2 separate regions of the Hordeum vulgare genome follow, and region 1 is linked to region 2. The links are chromatin contacts, called in public Hi-C maps. All regions are on one chromosome and are shown on one strand. The core of a region is the stretch at or near the end of the contact, and the rest is flanking DNA. Distances in the headings are between cores, read along the strand shown.

What was found. Hi-C and Micro-C count contacts between places; a contact is called where the count stands out from the background.
Region 1: a contact with region 2 is called in a Hi-C map of seedling, with 4 times the contacts expected there. The contact joins the promoter of LOC123444284 here to the promoter of LOC123444283 in region 2. A contact is called at or near these places in 2 of 6 Hi-C or Micro-C datasets (leaf and seedling).

Annotation. Positions count from the first base shown.
Region 1 is chr3H:464,681,027-464,688,462 of MorexV3_pseudomolecules_assembly, forward strand. It overlaps LOC123444284 (brassinosteroid LRR receptor kinase BRI1), which reads right to left and starts at 1,923. Exons shown (of 1, transcript XM_045120961.1): 1 at 1-1,923. The coding sequence starts at 1,717.
Region 2 is chr3H:464,179,957-464,187,540 of MorexV3_pseudomolecules_assembly, forward strand. It overlaps LOC123444283 (tryptophan aminotransferase-related protein 3-like), which reads left to right and starts at 4,468. Exons shown (of 5, transcript XM_045120960.1): 1 at 4,468-4,867. The coding sequence starts at 4,518.

The DNA of each region.
Region 1 (7,436 bases), core at 673-3,172, 500 kb after region 2:
TATACTCTGTGCTCCCCATGTACATCCTTGTGAAGTTGCACAGCTTCTTGCTCGGCATCCGACTAAGGTCCTCGGACCGGATGCTTGAGAACTCCAGCAAGCTGCCCTTGCCACGACACTGGCTGCTCAGCTCGTCGTTGCGAAGATACACATAGGGCCGCCCAATAATGAGGCCAACGGTCATCTTCCCCGACTGCTCTGCCAGCTCGGGTGGAATTGATCCATTAAGTTGGTTGCTGTTGAGGTCCAGCCATACCAAGCTCTTGCAGTCACCAAGCTCTGCGGGTATCTTTCCGGTGAAGGAATTATTGCTCAGCTTTAGGATTGCCAAGTTGCTGAGCTTCCCAAGCCACGAGGGGATCGGCCCAGACAGCCGGTTGCTCGCCAAGGATATCCAGTTGAGCTGCTTGCACTTGGCCAGCTCCGGCGGGATGCTGCCGGTGAGCCCGTTGTAGTCGAGGATGAGATGCTCCAGGCCGGGAATGCTTGACAGAGACGCAGGTATCTCGCCCTCCAGTAAGTTCTGCCACATGATAAGGTCCTGGAGGCGGCTAAGCTCGCCGAGGGATTCCGGGATGGAGCCGTTGATGTAGTTGAGACTGAGGTCGAGGGAGACGAGGTCGGTGCAGTTGGAGACGGCCTCCGGGATGCTGCCGGAGAGATAGTTGTTCTGAAGGTAGAGCACGCGGAGCCTCGAGTTGGGATCTTGGCAGAGGGAGTCGGGGATGCTGCCGGAGAAGTTGTTGGAGCTGAGGTCGAGCACCTCGAGGTCCGGCAGCGCAGCGACGGAATCAGGGATGGAGCCGCTGAAGTGGTTGAAGGAGAGGGACAGCGACTGGAGCTGCTGCAGGCCGGTGAAAGCGTCGGCGGGGACCTCGCCAGAGAAGTTGTTGTTGGACAGGTTGAGGGCGGTGAGCGAGGTGAGGCCGGCGATGTTGGGCGGGAACGCGCCGGCGAGATGGTTGCTGGAGAGGTTGAGCGCTCTGAGGCTGCGGCAGCCGGAGAGCGCCGCCGCGGCGACATCGCCGGCGATGAGGTTGCCGGATAGGTCAAGGTACTGCAGGCCGGAGCAGTTGGTGAAGTCCGAGAGGCCGCCGGAGATCTTGTTCCAGGCGAGGTCCAGCCACCGGACAGACCCAAGGCCGGCACCCACCATCCAGCGAAGGTCGGCATCTCCGGCGATCTTGTTGCTGGACAAGTCGAGGGCGTCGAGGGCCGCAAACCCCTGCCCGCCACCGCCACCGCCAGCGGGCTTGGCCGCACCAACCGCGTCACCGGAGAGATTCAGCGTCCGGAGCGCGCCGCAGGAGCCGGCGAGCGCGGCGACGTCGGCGACGGAGCCGCGCAGCGCGGCATTCCCGGAGAGGTCGAGCTCCTCGAGCTTGCCGCCGCACCTGGCGGCCGCGAGCGCGCCGCTGACGTTGGCGCCGCGCAGGCTGAGCCGCTCGACGGCGCTGAGCTGCAGCAGGGTGTTGGCGACGGCGCGGAAGTCGGCATTGAGCGTGACGGCGGCGAGCGAGAGCGACGTGAGCCGCCCGCCCCGGCACACCGCGCCGGGGAACCTGCAGGCGCCCTCCCGCGCGGTCCAGCCTTCGAGCGGCGCCTGGCTGGGCAGCGCCATCCTGAACTCGTCCAGCAGCTGCGCGTCGTCGGCCGCCGCCGCGAGCGCCGCGAGAAGGAGCGCCGCCGCCGCTACCGCCAGCCGCAGGCAATCCATGTGGGAGCTCGCTCGCTCTACCTTGAGACCATGCGAGAAGCGGTCTGCCGAAGTGGGAGCAGAGGCAGAGGGAGAGGGAGAGGAGGGAGAGAGTGTGGGGAGTCCGTCAAGATGGTGGTGGTGGTGGTGGGGTGGGGGGGGAGAAAGAAAGGGAGGGAGAGAGAGAAGGGAGGAGAAGCGAGGGAGAGGGAGAGGGAGAAGGGGGGGGCAGATTAAACAGCTGTAGGTAAGAGGGGGCAGTGGTGGTGGGGTCACATGGCATGTGCCCTCGCCCGCGAACGAATCGTCGTAATCCGGTGTGCGATTAGGGCTGGCTAACCGAACCCCAAAGCACGGTGCTTATCCGATAGTTACGGCGGACGCTTATTACCCGATCCCATCGGCGCGGCGGGGGCAGGGGACAGGAGCTGCGCTGCTCGAGGCGCGCTCACGTGCCGCCCCGGGTCTGGCGAGGCGAGGCGAGGCGAGGCGGGAGGAAATGACTGCTTTGGGTCTCATCTCATCATCGTCGTCGTGGAGGAGAGAGGGGAGGGGGAGGGGGAGGTCGCGGTCCGAGGCGGGCGTGCGGAATCCGGGACGCGTGGGCTGCGTTGCTTCGCGAAGGGTTTTTGTCTTTAATTCCGAGGTGGGCTGGTAGATCCGATCCGGACGGCCGGCCGGAACGAGCGTGCGTGCGTGGGTGCGTGCGTGCGGCGTGCCACCTTTTTCCGGGCTCCCCACAACGCCCCCCTTCTCTCGGTCGTCCCCCTCCCGGGCGCCCACGCAGGCAGCAGCGAGCAGTGTCAGGCCGATCGCTACGCTAGACTGCGCGACGTGATCAAGTCATCACGCACGGCCGCACAAGCTCGCCGGGGATGCCCTTTCCTCCCCGGTACGCCTCGGTGCCGTCGTTTGTTCGAGCCTTTGGCTGACCCCTGACCGTACGTACGCGCTGGTTCGACAAGCGCATGCAATTTCCCGCAAGAAACAATAACATAGCGCATGCAGTTACGCAGTGTTGTCTTGCTAGTAGACTTGCAAACCGTTGAGGGAATAATATCCATGCAATGGCCCTGTTTGGATCCCACCGCTAGAGCTAGTTTGAGCTAGTTTGAGCTGAACTAGCTCCCAAACTATCCAAACACATGGGCTAGTTTGGGTTAGATGCAAACTAACCCATCAAAAAAACTAGCCCTGAAAAGAGGTGCTAATTGGAGCTAGTTGGGGATGGACAGGTAAAAATAATAATATTTTGACCGCATCACATCCTTTCCTCTCCATCATCCCACGTCGCTCGGCCGCGCTCGCCCTCGCCCCGCCCGGCCGCGCTCGCCCCGCCCGCCGCGCTCGCCCTCGCCCCGCCCGGACGCGCTAGCCCCGCTCGGCCGCGCTCGCCCTCGCCCCGCCCGGCCGCGCTAGCCCCGCCCGCCGCGCTAGCCTCGCCCGTCGCGCGCGCCCCGCTCGGCCGCCCTCGCCCCGCCGGCCTTGCTCGCCCCGCCCGGCCGCGCTAGCCCCGCCCGCCGCGCTAGCCTCGCCCACCGCGTGCGCCCCGCTCGGCCGCCCTCGCCCCGCCCGGCCGCGCTCGCCCCGTCGGCCTTGCTCGCCCCGCTCCGCCGCGCTCGCCCCGCCGGCCTTGCTCGCCCCGCTCCGCCGCGCTCGCCCCGCCGGTCGCGCTCGCCCCGCTCCGCCGCGCTCGCCCCGCCGGCCGCGCTAGCCCCCCGCGGCCTGCTCGCCTCGCCGGCCGCGCTCCCCCCGCCGGCCGCGCTCGCCCCGCCGGCCGCGCTAGCCCCCCGCGGCCTGCTCGCCTCGCCGGCCGCGCTCCCCCCGCCGGCCGCGCTCGCCCTGCTCGCCCCGCCGGCCGCACCAGGCCTACACAAAAGTTGGCCACAACAAATCCTGGTTAAAAGATACACATGATTGAAAAAAATGCATTTATTGTCAAACTAACCTTTGCATCCAAACACCACCAAAGGCTAGAGTTAGTTCATGGTTAGACTAAAGTTAGAAACTAACTCTAACCTCTAGCAAAGTTAGAGTATCCAAACAAGGCCAATATGAGCATGAGCCGTTATTTTGGCACACTTGGACGTATGATAATCCGGACCAACAGTTTTTGGCCTCCTTTGGTTTTAGATACTCCCTTCATTTCTTTTACTTTTCATAATAGCTTTCTTAGTCAAACTTTGTAAATTTTGATCAAGATACTACAAAAAAAATTAACATCATTTATATCATTAGAATCGGCATTTGTAAATTCTTGTAAATTAGAATCGGCAGTAATCATCAGTAGTACCGCTGCATGCGGTACTGTCGTACTGCCCTCCTCTGGTTTGGCTAAGTCCGCTTTCCTATACTGCTAAGCGGAAGTACCACTCGCAAGGAAGTGGTAGTAACGCTCCGTCGGCACTACCGCCCCTTATGACTATGTCAGCTCAATGGGAGCCCGAAATTTTCGTGCAAGCGGAAGTACCGCTCACCAGAGCGGTGCTTGATACATCTTCGTCGTATCTACAATTTTTATTTTTCTGTGTCAATATTATACGACTTTTACATATTTTTTGCAACATTTTATATGATTTATTGGACTAACATATTGATCGAGTGTCAAGTGCCAGTTCCTGTTTATTGCATGTTTTTTTGTTTCGTAGAATATCCATATCAAACAAAGTCCAAACGCTATAAAAATTTACGGAGAATTGTTTGGAAATATATGTGATTTTTGGGAGGTGGAAACAACACAAACGGAGGCCCGTGGCCTCCACTAGGTACCAGGGCGCGGCCCATACCGCGTGGCACGGGATGGTGCCTAGTGGCCACCTCGTAAGTTGGTTGGGGATCTTCTTCGATCGCAAGAAAGCTAATTTATGGATAAAATCCCCTCAAAATTTTAGCCCGATTGGAGTTACAGATCACCAGGAAATTAAGAAACTGTGAAGGGCGGAAAAACAAGAACGCGAAACAAAAGAGAACAGAGAGGGAGATCCAATCTTGGAGGGGCTCCTGCCCCTCCACCGCCATGGAGGCCATGGACCAAAGGGGGAACTCTCCTCCCATCTAAGAGCAACTCTAGCAGACCATGTATAATCATGATCTGCAAACGCGTTTTGCAGTTCGATGAAGTGGGGTTTTGCGGGACGAAAAGTTGCGTTGTAGAACAGAACCCGCATAATGAAACTGCATAATTTGAAAAATAAACATTTGCGGGCGAAATTGAAACCACAGTCATGATCATACAAACTACATTCAGTACTAGAGGGGGGCATCACCTACTGGAGCTCATCGAAGCTCACCAGAGCTACTAACTATCCTACCGCACTACGCAAAATGGAGCTCACGGGAGTCAAGCTCGTGCGGTAGTAGATATCTGATGACCCACAAGTATAGGGGATCAATCGTAGTCCTTTCGATAAGTAAGAGTGTCGAACCCAACGAGGAGCAGAAGGCTCTGATAAACGGATTTCAGCAAGGTAATAACTGCAAGCACTGAAAGTAGCGGTAACAAGTGATTGTGTAGCGAGGTGAAACGTAGCAAGCAAAAAGTAACAAGTAACAAGTAGTAGCAATGGTGCAGCAAGTGGCCCAATCCCTTTTGTAGCAAGGGAAAAGCCTGAACAAAGTCTTATAGAAGGAAAAACGCTCCCGAGGACACACGAGAATTTCTGTCATGCTAGTTTCATCATGTTCATATGATTCGCGTTCGTTACTTTGATAGTTTGATATGTGGGTGGACCGGCGCTTGGGTACTTCCCTTACTTGGACAAGCATCCCACTTATGATTAACCTCTCTCGCAAGCATCCGCAACTACAAAAGAAGAATTAAGACAAAGTCTAACCATAGCATTAAACTAGTGGATCCAAATCAGCCCCTCACGAAGCAACGCATAGACTGGGATTTAAGCTTCTCTCACTCCAACAACCCATAATCTACTTACTACTCCCAAATGCCTTCCTCTAGGCCCAAGTATGGTGAAGTGTTATGTAGTCGAAGTTCACATAACACCACTAGAGGAAAAGACAACATACAACATATCAAAATACCGAACGAATATCAAATTCACATGACTATTATCAGCATGACTTATCCCATGTCCTCAGGAACAAAAGTAACTACTCACAAAGCATAATCATAATCATGATCAGAGGGGTAATGAATAGCATCAAGGATCTGAACATAAACTCTTCCACCAAGTAATCCAACTAGCATCAACTACAAAAAGTAATCAACACTACTAGCAACCTTACAAGTACCAATCGGAGTCGTGAGACGAAGATTGGTTACAAGAGATGAACTAGGGATTGGAGAGGAGATGGTGCTGGTGAAGATGTTGATGAAGATGCCTCCCCTCTGATGAGAGGAGTGTCGGTGATGACGATGGCGATGATTTCCCCCTTCGGGAGGGAAGTTTCCCCGGCAGGATCGTCCTGCCGGAGCTCTAGATTGGATCTGCTCAAGTTCTGCCTCATGGCGGCGGCAAAACCACGAAAAAGCTCCCGAATGATTTTTTTCTGGACCAAGACCCTTCATATAGCAAAAGAGGGGGGCTAGTGGGCCGTCGGGGAGCCCACAAGCCCCCACTCCACCACGAGGGGGGTGGCGGTGGCAGTGCTTGTGGCGCCCTGGCAGCCCCCCCTCCGGTACTTCTATCACCGAGTATTTTTTATATAATCCAAGAAAAATCCACGTAACTTTTCAGGGCATTTGGAGATGTGCAGAATAGTGGACTAAGATTTGCTCCTTTTCCAGTTCAGAATTCCAGCTGCCTGAATTCTCCCTCTTCAAATAAACCTTGCAAAATAAGAGAGAAAAGGCATAAATATGGTACCACAAAGTAATATAACAGCCCAAAAAGCAATAAATATCAACATGAAAGCATGATGCAAAATGGACGTATCAACTCCCCCAAGCTTAGACCTCGCTTGTCCTCAAGCGAAAACCAAGTTCCATAAACATATCCACATGTTAAGGGACGAAGGTGTCGATAAAACATATTACGGACATGAGGGCATTATGATCACATATAGAACAGCGATACATCATAAAGATTCTTATGGGAAAGTAACAATTCCTTCACAAAGCAAAGCATGAAGCAAAAACCTTACCGAGAAGTAACCAACAATAATCAATAGTCATTGAAGCAATTGCAATTTATCACAACGTCGGAAAGAGTCAAATAAGAGCTTGTAAGGCAAATCCACATACTCAATCATCTCTTTGTTTTCCACAATTGTTACAAGTCACGTGGTACTCATGGTGTCAAATTTCAGCTGGACACAGAGGAAGATAGGGGCTTATAGTTTTGCCTCCCAACGATTTACCTCAAGGGTAAAGTCAACAATAATAAAGCATGAGTACTCAACTCCAAGTTGATATATGAATATAGATCTTTCCCAAGCATGTGACGGTAGCCAAGACAAAGGCAAAATAGGGAATTGGTGAAGATCACCATGACTCTTACAAGGGCAAAAAGTAAAGGTACAAGATAGGCCCTTCGCAGAGGGAAGCAGAGGTTGTCATGCGCTTTTGAGGTTTGAATGCGTGTCCTCTTAGTGTGGAGGAACATCACTTTATATTGCCTCCTGTGATAAAAAACTTTACTATGCAGTCTGTCGCTTTTATGTCTTCCTCATCACAGGTACGTACAAAGCTTATTTTCCACACACTAATAGATCATACATATTAGAGAGCAATTTTTTATTGCTTGCACCGATGACAACTTACTTGAAGGATCTTATTCAATCC
Region 2 (7,584 bases), core at 3,218-5,717:
ATGCCCCTCCAAATCATTGAGCTGTTGTCCGGGAGCAGCGGGGTCAACGGGGTTTTCTAGGTTGTCCGGGGTAGCGTTTTCTTCGGTTCCCATATTGCTTTCCCTACCCTTGTGCCCCTTGGGTTTTATGCGCTCGCGCCGGTGCTTGGGTGGCTCATCGCCACTGTTTTTTAACTGGGGTGTTGCCATCTCTCTTCCGTGTTGCACCATCGTCCTTATCATCAGGGGTGTCCACCATATGCACATCGTAGGTGGAGGTGGTTGTCCATCATCCAGTTGTGGGAGGAGCGGTTGTGTCGAAATCTGCATATATATACCTTCGGCCTTATCCAAGGAGAAGTCGAGCATATCGGTTAAACCTTTGATAGTGGCTATCAAGTGGGTGGTGGGTGGGAAACAAAATTCCATGTGACTTGCCGCGAGACCGACCTGAAAATAGGTCGAGGTCAAGTCATCCGTAATATCCATAGTTTGGATCTGGGCCAACGTCTTGTTTGATAGCGAGAGGTTGGTCGAACTAGTCTTCAGGGCAGTGGCGGAGTTGATCTCCAGCGTGTCGGCACAGGCGGTGTGCTTGGCCAGGGTTGACCCCTAATCCTCGAACGCCGTGATGAAATCTGCGCTCAAGGCCGAATCCAAAGTGGGTGCCGCTCCGGACACGAGGTTAGGCAGGAGGCCCGAAGTCAAGGCTTCGGGGTTTCCGGGCTCATTGGATGAAGCCGAGAGCATTCTGAGGACCATACTGCCACGGGCATCGGGTACGCATTCTAGGTCACCGAACTTGATTCCCTACCATAGGGCGAACCCGACGATCTAGTCGAGGTGACCAGCCGCCTCGACATGCGGAAAGATGCTGCTGAACGCAGAAAGCTGGCCGGGGACAAAGATACCCCCGGTGCTAATGACATCGGTGGTGACCAAGCAAGCCATCGATCCCTCTAGCGATCCTACAGTGGAACTCTCAATGAAAGTACCAATGTCGGTGTCAGAACCGGTAGATCTCGGATAGGGGGTCCCTAACTATGGATCTTAGATGTATGGGTAACAGGAGACAAGGGAGACGATATTTACCCAAGTTCGGGCCCTCTTGGTGGAGGTAATACCCTACGTGTTGCTTTGTTTATATTGATGATGAAGTATCAAGTACAGAGTTGATCTACCTCGAGATCGTATGATGTGGTCTAAAACCCTAGGAGTATTGATCTTAATCTTCCTTACGGACTAGAAACCTCTGGTTTAGCTAGATACCAAGGGTACGTAGGGTTATACAATGTGTGTTACATCCGGAAAGAAACATGAAGATATGATCATCTTGACTTGGAGCATATACCAAGGCTTCGAAAGATAGCGTACTGGACACGACGTCGTCTTGTAGTTCGTCCCTTCAATGATAGTCATAGGGCGGTCCATGAGTCCGGTCCATGAAGATAGGTCAACGGACCGAGGACCCCTCAGTCCCGGACTCCCTCAATCGTCATGTAGGTGGTGGTGACTTTTGCATGAGGTTCTTTTGGATCAGGGATGAAAACTATGTTTAATTTTCACGAGAATTATATTTGATCGTCTAAATTTGTAGTTATGGTCAAATTTTCTATTTTGCATTTTTTGCTTTAAGGGCTCGCGTGGGCTATGGCCGAACAGACCCCGAAAAGTCGAATGGTTGTGTTTTACTACTCGGCCTTACAGGGTTTGTTCGGTTGCACCCTCACGAGCCCTTAAAACACGTTTTTGCGGTTTTTATAATCATTTTAAAGATATGCACGATAAAAATGTGTTAGAGATGCTCTTACACTTCAGAAATGATAAGTCCTTAATCGGAAATTGTTTTTGGTGGCCGAGCTTCATGGAGGCCTTTAAATTTGAAACTCAAATTTCATAAAAATTCAGATTTTTATATTTCAAAAAATTCTGAAAAAATACAAAGATAAATGAAGGTGGAACACACATGTGTGTAAATTTTCAGAAAAAAATACATTAAAATGAGGACTGTGCAAAAAAAGACAAATCTCGGGCCTTTTTACACAGGATACTATTCATTGTTTTAATCATGAATTTATTTTTTTTGTGCAGATCGTATCTCAAGGTATTATATTCTAAAATTTTACATACATACAGATAACAGCCTTCTTTACTTGCATATTTTTCTCAGATTTTTTTAAAACTGAAATGTTTGAATTTTGAATTTAAAAAAAAATCGACCTTTAAGAAGGCCGAGCTCCAAACGTCCGCTCTCCTCCTTAACTAGCTTCATACCAGATCGGAATCTGAAATTATTTACATGCCTATAATAAATCGTCTCGACTGCTTACACATCAGGTAATCTCTAAAAATATAGAAGCGCTTAGCTAGCTTCATAACAGATCTGAATCTTAAAATATAAGTCATGTTCAGTGCTTACGCATTAGTTCTAGAAAATGGTAGGACCGCTTAGCTAGCTCGACATCAAATCTGAATCTGACAATACTATTTAAGACCATCTACAGTCATGGCCCTGTTTGGATACTCTAACCGGGTTAGAGGTTAGAGTTAGATTCTAACTCTCAACTAACCCTGAACTAACTCTAACCCAAGAGGTGTTTGGATGAGAGGGTTAGATTGACAATAAATGCCCTTTCTCAATCATTTGGTTACTTTTGTCCATATTCACTTCCGGATTTGGTGTGGCCGATCGTTGTGTGGCCGGCAGGGCGCGGCAGGGCGGGGGCGGGCGGCCCGGCGGCGGGGCGGGGCGGGCCGCGGCAGGGCGCAGCGGCCCGCGGCTGGGGCGCGGCGGGGCGGGGGCGGGCGGCCCGGCGGCGGGGCGGGACGGGCCGCGGCAGGGCGCAGCGGCCGGCGGCTGGGGCGCGACGGGGCGGGGCGGGGCGGGGCGGCCCGGCTGCGGCGCGCGGCGGGGGCGGGCGGCCCGGCGGCGGGGCGGGGCAGGCCGCTGCAGGGCACAGCGGCCGACGGCTGGGGCGCGGCGGGGCGGGGCGGCCCGGCGGCGGGGTGGGGGCGCGGCGGGGCGCGGCAGGGCGCAGCGGCCGGCGGCTGGGGCGGCCGGCGGCTGGGAGGGCGACGGGAGGGACAGCGACGGGAGGGACGGGGGGTTGGTGGGATCTGGTGCGGGCTGGATGCAGTAGCAAGTGATTTTTTTTCTTCTTTTTTGTTCCCACCTAACTCTAACCCAAAAAAGCACCTCTTGGGTGGGTTAGAGTTTTTGGGTGGGTTAGATGCATCTAACCCAATCTAACCCTACCTGTTTGGATTTTTGAGGGTTAGATAGCTCAACTTTAACCCAATCTAACTCTAACCCTAGGATCCAAACAGGGCCCATATCCATTATACCCGTCAAATGCGTGAGTCACCAATTGAACATAAAAAAATCGATCCAATCGTTTAAGGCCTTAAACAGTTGAATTGACGACACCATTCATAACGAGTCTAAACAAGGGGCAAATATAAAAATATCTGGACGCACGCGGACACCCCCGCCTGACAGGGCGCGGCCCGCCACCAACCCATTATTGTCTCACAAAGCCACATATATTTGTCCCCATCCGTTCGTCGGACCAAATCTTAGCCACCTCACTCCACCCTCTTCACTCTCATCCACCATCCTAGCTCACCATCGGCGATCTTCAGCCTTCATCGTCATGACGGACAACGGATCCAAGTCCTTCACCTTCAGACCAGTCGACCACAAGCTCATCCCACGTGGCCCCAAGGAGGAGATGGCCGTCTGGCTTGCGCTTCGCTGTTCCCAGAAGGCGGCCACCCGGGGGCAGCACTCGGACTCGCAACGCCGGAAATCCATTGCGTCGACACAGCCGGTGCTTGGATCCAGCATCGCTGTCTCACAGAAGGCGATGCGGTCCGTCTAGCGTCCGAACGCCGTGGCGGAAGCGCAACCCCTTCGTTGATGCGTCAAGCATGAAGCATGGACGTCCTCGAACATGTCATGGCGCGGCGTGCCCGTCAGGCCGGGCAGCGGGCGCGGGAGGCGACTGTTGACGTTGGAAAGACGGAGTCACATTCTCCGACGCCCCGTAGGGTGCACCAGTGCGGTTGTCGCAACCGTGTCGTGTTGGACGTCGGCTTCTCCCACAAAGGATCCGTCATCGACATCACGTCCACCGGTAACGTCCGGGTTATAGGCTCCGACGAGAAAGAGTAGGTCATGAAAGACGACGGGAGCTCGAGTCCCGTGAACCGGCTAATGTCCAATGTTTTATTAGTTCTACGTTACATGTAATAATATGAATTTGTGGTTTCTAATTAAAGGCTATTCAGATGTAGAATCCATTAACATGACCGGTCAGGGTATGTGAACGCATCCGAACGTGTTCGTGAACTTTTATGGAGGCGCATTTGCAAGTGATGACCGTAGATCCTCGGCGTTGGGTACTGAACTAGATGAATTATCGAGAAAATGAGAGGGAGTGAAAATCAACTTAATCAAGCTGGCCTCACGCCCCACGGGCGCGCACGCTATAAAGCTGTGTGTCACCAGGGGTACCGGCTGTGAACACAGCCAAACAATGGAGTCCGCCTTTCCAACAGCAGCGCGGCTCAGCCTCCATTTCCTCCTCTACTCATCCCTGCTCCTCAACGCCCTCTTCGTCGCGCACCTCTTCCTCTCCGCCCCGCCGGCGCAGTCCCCGCTTCTCAGCGAGGTCAACAACGACGGTGGCAGCGGCGCGCTGAGCTGGGCGCTACGGGCGGCCAGGGATGCCGAGTCCGTGGCCGCGGTTGGTTGCTCCGGCCACGGCCGCGTGTTCGTGGATGGCATCGTCGGCGAGGACGGGCGGCCCGGGTGCGAGTGCAACACCTGCTTCGAAGGGCCGGACTGCTCCGTCCGGACGCCCGACTGCACCGCCGACGCCGACAGGTGATCGTTCCGACTCCTCGCTCTTGATCATAGCTCTTGATACACAGTACATGCTTCCATTTCTGATTCCTCCCTCACCTCGCCTTCCTTCGTTGTCGTGCGTGGTGGGCGCGCGTTGCTTAGAAGTTCTTTTCTCCATTGATGGCGTGATTTGGAACGGCGCCGTTAGATGCACAGTAATCTCCGGTTAATACTTGTATGATATTGCACAGTTCCGTCCATTCTCCATAAGTCAGAAGGACGCCGTTAAACGCGTGCTTCTAAATTCTACTCTAGTAATCATTAATCAACAAATTGATCGGGTATCGCCTAAAAATAATGCGTTTTAGACACTCGCTTCATCCACGACTGCATTAACCATACGTACCCATCATTTCATTTTCCAAAGCATCTTTAAATTTTATAATACTAATGGAACTAGTAGTTTTAGCACTCATAGCGACACGCCAAACTTGCAGTAGTTGTTTACCTTAAACATATGCACCTTAGCTTTTAGTTGATGCGACCATGTGTGTGAGAGAGTGAGGGGTCAACTTCCACGTCGCATTCAGGCAAGGAAAAATACACTTATTAGATGTCACATCCGTGGGGCCGGATATTTCAAGTCAGTTTCTCGTGTCCTCTATAAATAGTAGTAGGTCATTATTATTTGAGAGGTACCTTCCCCTCTGATATCGAGATTTTTTATCAACCACTAACTTCTTAAGAAACTATAAACTAAAATAAAGCATCATAATGATATAATGATATAATAGACATGGTCTATGTAACGACATGAGACATGCATGCACATTGATAAATGATGCTCTAAGGCTGTCCGTAATGGAAGTATCATAAGGCTGGTTGTAATGAGTACTATCATATACTAGTATCATGATACTAGTGTATGATACCACATCCGTAATGCATAGTATCATATGTTAGTATCATAATGTAGTTCATTTATTGTTATGCAAGACACATAGTAACACATCATTTAATATGATACGGTATCATGATATGATACTCAACACTCTATTTCTTCATTTAATTCTATGCCACCTCATCGAAAATGCTTAGTTGTCATACATGATATTACCATTACGGGCAGTCTAAGTAGTAGTATCATGCATGCCAACTAGGAAATTTTGATTAGATGTCATGGAATTAAATGAAAAAAGACAGGGTTGAGTATCATATCATGATACCGTGTCATATTAAATGGTGTGCTGCTATGTGTCTTGCATGACAATAAATAAACTATTCTATGATACTAACATACGATACTATGCATTACGGATGTGGTATCATAGACTAGTATCATATGCATGATACTATTATATGATACTACCCATTACAAACAGCCTAAATAGAAACACTAGAAGAACAGACTACTGATTCGTAGGGCCTCTTTGATTTACAGGATTCTCAAAATGAAAGTATGGAAAAAATGTAGGAATATGATGGCATGTCCTATAATATCCTATAGAATTTGAAAAAATGTTTGATAGCGCAGGGAAAATAAAAAAAATCTATAAAAAGGTTGAATGGATGGAAAATTTTCTACAGAATATAGTATAAATAGATCCTATGAAAAAATCCTAAGGATGTCAATCCTATGAATCAAACGATCATCAAAGAAAAAAAATCCTAAGGATAAATCCTCCAAAAATCGTATGCAATTTCTAGCCTCCCACCAAACCAGACTCTTGCCGTTGGGTCATAGCCTGATGGACCGCTGGATCTAGTAGTACTGATTTTGGAAGCAAGTTTGTTCAGGTATACAAGCACATAATTTCAGGCAACTAATCCTTGAAATTTAGGAAGCCAATCGAGCAGTTTGAGGAAACTAATTATGAACGGATTAATGTGGCATAAAGGCTTTTCAGATGCAATTTTTTTCCTTATGGTTTATATTTTATTTCATTACAAAGCAGATCATGTTTCCAATATTCCTGAAAATTGCATCGAGTGGAAATATTTTCTTACGAAGCACTTCTTGTTTCCAATATTCCTTAAAATTGCATGAAGCGCGAAAAAAGTGCTTCGATCTAAAAGATCATGTCCGTAGTTATTAGTTGCTTGCTTCCGACTGAAATTTGCTTCCATGTTGAGCGAAAAATCGCTTTCATGTGGACTTTAAATAAATTTGATTACATCGTGAACGTTCCATGTTGACTGGAAATAAATTTGCTTCCATATCAACAGGAAAAGAAAAATGCTTCATATGTGCATGTTACCCGCTTGTGACAATTTAGAAACATCCTACTTTCAAGTTCTTGATATTCCAATACATCATATGTTCCATTCGAAGGCTTCTTAGGTGATACATATTTGCATCAATTTGCTTGTCAAAATTTTCCTTAATAATTCATACACGACATTAGGTTTGTTCTTTTTAGCGGTGCAAGTATGTCTATATATCTATCTACAATTCTCCGACGACTTACACATTATGGCCGCAGGTTAATCGCATACTTTACTTATCCTCGCCATCTGTTATCATTTTCACACTTCTTTCATGTGCTTGGATGCTTCCTTTTCATGCTTCCATTATTTATGTGCTCTTCTTCCATGTATTGGTTTGAATATTGATTCCAAAGAAATCAAAAATTTTCTTACCTAAAATAAAACATGGCATTATGCACAATTTAAATACAACGAACCAATGGTCGTCGTGCTTCCTTGAGATCGTAGTGGTGCTTCCACTGAATGGCGAACGTGTGCCCTTTGCGATT